Regions from separate parts of the Hordeum vulgare genome. Here region 2 is linked to region 1. A link is a contact called in public Hi-C data. All regions are on one chromosome and are shown on one strand. Each heading gives the region's core, a stretch centred on a gene start, on an enhancer-like site or on the middle of the called end of the contact. The rest is flanking DNA. Distances are from core to core; before and after follow the strand shown.

Evidence for each region. Hi-C and Micro-C count contacts between places; a contact is called where the count stands out from the background.
Region 2: a Hi-C map of seedling shows a contact between it and region 1, with 4 times the contacts expected there. The contact joins the promoter of LOC123400977 here to the promoter of LOC123402558 in region 1. A contact is called at or near these places in 3 of 6 Hi-C or Micro-C datasets (leaf and seedling).

Annotation. Positions count from the first base shown.
Region 1 is chr6H:540,849,292-540,853,119 of MorexV3_pseudomolecules_assembly, reverse strand. It overlaps LOC123402558 (aspartate aminotransferase, chloroplastic), which reads right to left and starts at 2,185. Exons shown (of 11, transcript XM_045096479.1): 1 at 2,016-2,185; 2 at 1,864-1,923; 3 at 225-419; 4 at 111-149. The coding sequence starts at 2,081.
Region 2 is chr6H:541,171,762-541,175,589 of MorexV3_pseudomolecules_assembly, reverse strand. LOC123400977 (ABC transporter F family member 3) reads left to right here and starts at 2,132. Exons shown (of 18, transcript XM_045094692.1): 1 at 2,132-2,529; 2 at 2,949-3,164; 3 at 3,356-3,545. The coding sequence starts at 2,311.

The sequences.
Region 1 (3,828 bases), core at 936-3,435:
TGCACCATAAAGAAAACATCCAGACTTTCATTCTCAGCAAAAGAAGAGAAGGAAAATATGATTCTTTATGACCAAGTCCAAATCATCCGAATTGCAAAATTCCATCATACCTCTTTGTTTTCTCCTTTCTCTAGCATAAGTTTTTCAGCCTGCCACATGTAACAATAGCACATCAAAATAGGAACCAGGATTATTCAGGAAATGCCAAGGACGATTAGGCTTACCTTCTTGACAACGTTGAGGACTGCGGGCTGTAGCTCTTCCGTTCTGTAGGCGCCAACACCAAGGTTGAGCTTCAGATCACTTGTATCTGCTTTAAACGCTTCCGAGACCCCAAGGATCGGGTCTGGAGGGGCCATCGACACTCCTTCAAAGCGAGAAGCGTGTACTGTAAGTGCCATCGCTATGTGGCCAGTATTCTGCATCCAAAACGGCAAAGTAAGAATTACATTTCAAAGCACAAACCATATCACAAGATGTCAAATATTGGCATGGCACCACAACCAGGCTTCACCGCTTCAGGACACAGCTGATGTCACATACAAAAGGATTATCCATGGAGAAACAGAAATGCTGGCTTAACCAGCTACACTACCAACTGCAATGTGCCTCAACTATGAAAAGAGCAACTCTAGCATGGTCCTATCAGTACCGTAAATATGTATAACTACTTCTATCAGAAGCTTGGACTAAGCACACCATGTTAGAGCAAGTACAATAACACCTAGTCAGCCGGCTGTAGCATGTTCCATGTCAGCGAAGTCGTACGTGGAGAAGTGATACGTGAAGAGAGAGACTTGAGCCAGCACTAGATGTACATCCCGGCTATATCACGGTAAACGAGAGCATAAAGCCTGCATGCAACCCGTGAGTGAGCTTGTAGGCGGCGTTTTACTCCCTACACCAATCCCGTGCGTTTTTCTGCATCCCCAATAGTAAATCATTTAATGCTATAGCCAAGATAATAACCATTCTATAGCCAGTCTATTATTAAGCCAACTATTTACAAAAGGCTTTAGATGACATGGCACAGCTATATAGCCAACAGAAGGCTCTTCTATTAACCATGCTCTTATAGCTGTGCAGAACTAAACGAGCAACTCTAGACTGCTTGTTCTCAAAAGAAGTCAGCATACTTTATGATTTATGATGAACAGAAGTTATTCATAAAGGACACTTGATCCTTCAAATCCTTAAGAGTGTTCCTTATTATTATTATTATTTCTACTTAGTACTCGGTCCTGAGTAGCAGAGCTGAAAGGTCACTGAAAAGTTGAATTAGGAAAGGTGCGTATCAGAGTCATGCTAAGTCTGAACCCCAGGAGACACCAGCAGCCTAGATAAGATTCAGTCATGAAAAGTTGAATTTGGAAAAATCAAAGTCCTGAATCGAGAACACCGCAAGCAAACCACCAGCAGTCCTGAATTGCCAGTCCAGGAAGCAAGTTACGAGGCCACACAAGAAATATAACAGAAAACGTGCATACATCAGAGCTTCGTGGAGGCTGAATCCCAGGAGGGACACCAACAGTCCAAAGCATGTTACTCCATGAACAGCTGCTGTTCTAAAGGCTTGTACTGGCATAGGAGTACTCGCTTAGTTGAATTTTTTATTTTAGAAAGAACAGGGAGCTCGCTTAGTCGATTCTGAACATTACTGTACGCGATAACACTAAACCACTAGCAGCCCTGGATCGGCAGTCCAGGAAGCGGGCTCCTATTTGAGTCGTGCACACCTGAACACCTATGACAGGGCCCGGAAGCATCTGGCACAGCCGCGTTACAGAACCGGCTCCATTCACAGATCAAATGCGGGATCTAAGTAAGCCGGAGCGAGCGGGGACACAGGGTCGGATCATTCACCTTCCTCGCGATCCCTACGCGGCACCCGGCCCTCCCGTCGTTCCTTCCTCCGCCGAACACCTGCGCCCACGACAAAACAGACAGAAAACAGCCTCAGAATCCACTGCCAGAAACAGACGCCGACGGGCAGGTGTGGAGAAGCGGGCCCGTGCCTTGCGCCGGGCGGCGGCGGCGGCGGCGACCGCGGAGGCCGCCGGCGCGGAGAGGGCGGAGGCCATCCGCTGGGGCGAGAGGTGCAGCGTTCGGAGCAGGAGGGGGCGAGGGTGATCTGGGATCAGAGCGGAGCGGGTGGATGGCGATGGCCTTGGAGTCTCCGTCCGAACCGCCGAGGGTCTCTGTTGGACGGATGGATTTATGCTGTCGACTTTTACAGCCGGAGGATTCGAACGGGGGAGGGAGACGTGGTTAAGCCCCGGCCGTCTGATTCTGAGCCACTCCGCTTCGTAAATAAAAACCCAGGTTCTGAGTTTCTCAAAACCGCGGTTTACACCCACGGTATTTCGTGGGTTGAGTTCGAAAAGAAAATTGCTTGTCGATCTTTTCTGTTTGTCAAAAGATAGTGCTAATCGGGTTAAGCCCCGGCCGTCTGATTCTGAGCCACTCCGCTTCGTAAATAAAAACCCAGGTTCTGAGTTTCTCAAAACCGCGGTTTACACCCACGGTATTTCGTGGGTTGAGTTCGAAAAGAAAATTGCTTGTCGATCTTTTCTGTTTGTCAAAAGATAGTGCTAATCGTTAAAGAACTACCTGCTCTGGCGCAACTTGATATTTTAAAACTGAGAAAACAGTATGACACACTGGTCTTTGAAATCTCGACAAGAGAAAATCAATTTGCCTTTTGCCGGTTACTTTGAGGACGACTGGACGAGCAACCATTTGTAATCCAATTCTTAGAACTAACCAACATTGAAAATGTATCGTTGTTTTAATAGAGTAGTGTACATGATATGATCACGTGAAAAGGTTTATTTCAACTCATACATTATCATCGGTTTCGTGTTCTCCTCCTCCTCTTTCCTCAGTTACTTCTAACTCCTCTCTTACTGTTTTCTCTGCCGCCACCCCTCGCATCATTATTTCAATAAACTTTCTTCGTTTCTTAATGTAAGTTATTATAGAGATTTCACTAGAACTACACACGAAGTAAAATGAGTGAATTTATATTTTAAAATATGTCTATATGCATCCATATATAGTTTGCTACCGAAGCCTCTATATTATTTGTATTTAAAAACGAAGGAAGTATTAATTAAGTGAAAGCAAAGGTAAAATGAACATGCTGGTTACTCCCTCTGTTCCTAAATATAAGTTTTTTAGAGGTTCCACAATAAATTACATACGGATGTATAGAGACATACTTTACAGTGTAGATTCATTCATTTTGCTCTGTATGTAGACACCTAGTGAAATTTTTTAAAAGACTTATATTTAGTAACGGAGGGAGTAGATGTTAAATTTTCGTAAGTAGCAAGCCTCCTGTTCGAAGCTACACAATTCTTGTCGATTATAGTATTATTTTGTAGCTGTAACAATGCGGTGTCTGAACTTACTCTACAATCTTCTAGGAAAATGACCAAAACTTTTAAGTTGGAAAATGCTATATTATTTTTTGTGAAAAGCAATGAAATGGAACTCAGGTCATCCGTGCGTAAAGAGGAAACAAAAAAAATTCATAAAGTAATATTATTGAGAAAAAAATATTCCAAGAAATTTTTTGTACAAGAAAAAAAATCAAATAGTATTTTCAGGCAAAAAAGTTTTTTTTTAGATGAACAAGAAAATACTTAGGACGCGCTAAACAACCCACTATCACTCCAGGCCCAAGCCCGCACACAAGTAGCCCAGCAAACGGCCCCGCCCTCGCCGCGCCCAGAACCAAACCCTAGACGGGCGCCGGAGCTCACCACAACAGCCTCCTCCCGCCAAAACGCGCACCGCTTTCCCGCCAAACCATCCTCTCTATTA
Region 2 (3,828 bases), core at 883-3,382, 320 kb before region 1:
ATCCTCCTTTGAAACACTTTGGTATTGCTCCTAGATAGATCATAATACAAAAAATCAATCAGAGCACAGGGAGCCCCATAAATAGGCCTTGGTTCCGCGGCAAGTCCTTCTTAAGCATGTGATGGAGCTCAAAAACGGCGTTAGGCCATGAGGGCAACTGATGACCATTCGGTTCCAACATGGAAGTTGCTCTATATGACTTGATTTGGTGTAATTCGGTTGCTTTCCTTCCATAAATGTTATTTCCTGCCAAACAATGGAAAAGTGAGTTTTCTTCTCTCTTAGAGTATCAGCGTTAGAAATAATTGGGAAATAACGGAAACCAGATGAAAACCAAGCCAAAAGTCCTTATAAGAAGTCATATATTCTCTAGCCATCAAGTGTGTGGGAAGGGTTCTCCATAACACTCTCAAATTTTGACCACACCCTCCAGGGGCATGTGAAGACACCATGCTAGGTCCCGTAAATTACGGACCTTGTATGTTTTTCGTGGATTTAAATGACAACATAACGCAAGTGAGGGTCTAGCCTTGTTTCTCTCGTGCCCATACCTCCTCTACTTTGGTTGCGCGCCAGTTTTTTTGGTGGCTTAAAAAGTAAGCCGCCTTCTTCCCAGCTTTTCTCATAAGTCGGTTCCTTCATTTGTTGGGGCTTCTGAATTAGTTATGGGATACCATTGGCTGGGTGCATTCCAGTTATGCAGAGGCCGGGTGTAATGCTTAAGCCTTTTAAGTAATAAAACGTCCCTTATCGAAAAAAAAGTTATGGGATACCAAATTATAAGCCTCAACAAACTTAGAAAGCGGCTTATTTTTTAAGTTGGGAAGATGCACTTATTTTTTTAAGTTGTCCAAAAGAAATGGCCCTGCATATGTTCTAGGCTTCTAGGTTCGATTGATCATGCGGTCCAACAAAAAATCTGTTGAGGCACACAAAATATTGTCACTTGCATCTCGGTAAAAATCCTAACAATGCATTGCCTCCCATTCTTGCAAACACACCATTAATATTTATCTTTATGAATAGTTTCCGACTGTAGAATCATGTGCATCAGCGTACGGGAGGCAACTTAGAATTCATTTGATTCAACTCCTCAAGAAATCTTAATGTGAAGGAAAGAATGAATGACGGGATTTGACATTTATTCTCATGAATCCTCTTCCGACGAGGTTTAAAAAACATACATATGAGATTCATTACAAAATGATATTTTTTAGTGGGCCACACCAAATGCCGCCAAAGGAAACAAACTTCATATGTTCAACACGGACCGGGCCCGGTACGGACTAATCGTGCCCGGGCCAGGTATGTCCTTGAGGGGTACCCCTTGCCCTTGAGGGTCACTTTGGATGGACTAAGATCGCCATGTGTTTTTTTCCTGTACATGTACTTCAGCTTTTAGATAATTTATTTTCATATGTTTTCTCCGCTTTTCGGTTTTTGCCCGTTTTCATTAGGTTTTGGACGTTTTTTTTTTCAAAAACGATTTTTTTTCTTTCACGAGAGACAAAGATTTGCTTCTATTGATCATATTTGCTTCCTTGAGAGACATATATTTGCTTATTGTGAAGACAGATTTTACTTCCGCGAGAGGCACAACTGTATCTATCAAAAACAGGAAAAATGCATTTTTTCTTCTTCTTCAGTGAGAGCCGCAAGTTTGGTTACCGTGAAGACATGGATTTGCTTTCATGAGAGACACGAAAAAGGGAAAAAAGTGAGAAAAGCTGTGCCTAAGGCTCGATTTTTTCTTTTTTTCAATTTTCCTGTTTTTTCCGTGAAAAATAAGTTCACATAAATCTATTTACATGGATCTAGTTTCAAAGATCTCAAAGTGAGAAATTCAATGATAAAAACGGTTTACAATTTAAACGCATGGTTTAAGAGATAAACCATTTGAATAAATGAATCTACAAAGAAATAGAAAACTTTTAGGTTGAGTTGGCGCACATGCAGTGTGCCATTAACCCATTACTCACAACCTGTATTGGAAGTGGTCTTTGAAAGGGTATCCCTTAATTAGTGATTTTGTAGTTTTTACGTTTTTTTTAGGTACTGTGTTTTTGTGTCTGATAGGGACCTTGCGACGGGCCTCCATAGGCGAAATCCTCACGATCCACAAACCCGAAGGCCCGCACCACCGTCTAAACCCATCCGTCAACCGCCAGCCCATCCATTGGACGAGCTGCCTTCGGCTGAACCCAGCCGCCAGCCCGCGAGCTCGCACCACCGTCTCACCCGCCGCTCCGACCGACCCGAGCCGAGCGAGTAGGGTTTGCCTCGCCGCCGCCGCCGCTCGACGTGCACGCGATGGCGGCGCTCGTGGAGACGAGCATGGGGGTGGTGCGGGAGGTGCTGGGCGACTCCGTCGTCGACGAGGTGGACGAGCCCATCGTCTCCTACATCGCCAACGTCCTCGCCGACCAGGACTTCGACTTCGGCCCCCCCGACGGCCACGGCATCTTCGACGCCCTCGGCGACCTCCTCATCGACGCCCGCTGCGTCTACGACCGCGAGCACTGCCTCGAGGTCTCCCCCCACCCCCGCCCCCGCCCAATCCATCCGGTCGCCATTTCGGTTCCCCAATCTGGGTTGATTCGATAGAGCGTCGATTCTATGGCCCTAGGTTTCGGTTCTAGGTTAGATTCGGGGTATGCTGGCTATGCCATCCGTTTCCAGTCTTGGATGGCCAGAAAACCTAGCTTAATTCGCGCTCAGTCACAGTAAAATCATTCGGTCTTGGGATGCAGTCTAGCTCAACCATCCCCTGATGTGTTCTGTAATGGCTTTTAGCTGTTACTCCTGTGTATGCATTCGGAGTAGTAGTCACTGACCTTTACGACCCCGTGTATGCACATAATGGATTCTGGTGTGGAGAAGTAGATGAATAGTTTGATTTGATCCAACATGACACTGATGCTTTATATTTGGGTTCCTTGTCGATATAGGTCTGCACTAAGCTTTGTGAGAAGTTGGGGAGCCATGGCATCGTCAAACCTAAGGCAGCCGTGCGGAGCCTGGCCACGCCTCTGCGCATGAACGCGGGCATGGAGGAGCAGGTCGCTCCGAAGAAGCCAGAGAATATCTTCGATGCGCCCTTGCTGTCCTCGCGTGACAAGGCCAAGCTCGAACGGAACAAGAGAAAAGAAGACAGGCAAAGAGAGGTGAGCTGCTCGCTCATAGATTGCCAGATGACAAATCTCCATGTCATTGATTTGTTCAATAGGAATTTCAGTAGAAATGCAGTGCTTACCATGTTTCCCCACTTTGACAGAACCTTATATGCAATTTGAAAATGCCTTAACTCCTCATTAAACCTGATTTATATGGTACACCGTGTTGCTTGTTGGTGCAGGCCCAGTACCAAATGCATGTTGCCGAAATGGAGGCGCTCAGGGCTGGAATGCCTCCAGTTTATGTAAATCACAGTAATGTGGGTGGCACAACCATTAGGGATATCCATATGGAGAACTTCAGTGTTACTGTTGGAGGTCGTGATCTTATTCAAGATGTCACCTTAACGCTTGCTTTTGGAAGGCACTATGGTGAGTTACGACTTAGCTTACTATGTATGCCTCAAATTTTCACCTGTTGAGGAGGCTCTCTACCTTTTCAGGACACTTTGCCTGCTCAGGATGATCTCATTGCTTATTTTTCTATTATGGGAAACTATGTGGTGCATAGAAACCAATGTTCAGGTTATCGGTAACTGGTAACATATCGGTCAGGGGCTGAGAATGGATAAATTGACGAAGTGGCCATTTAACTGAATATACCGGTAACCCATTTATCGGTTAGGGGGAACTAGGGCCATATCTATATATACTT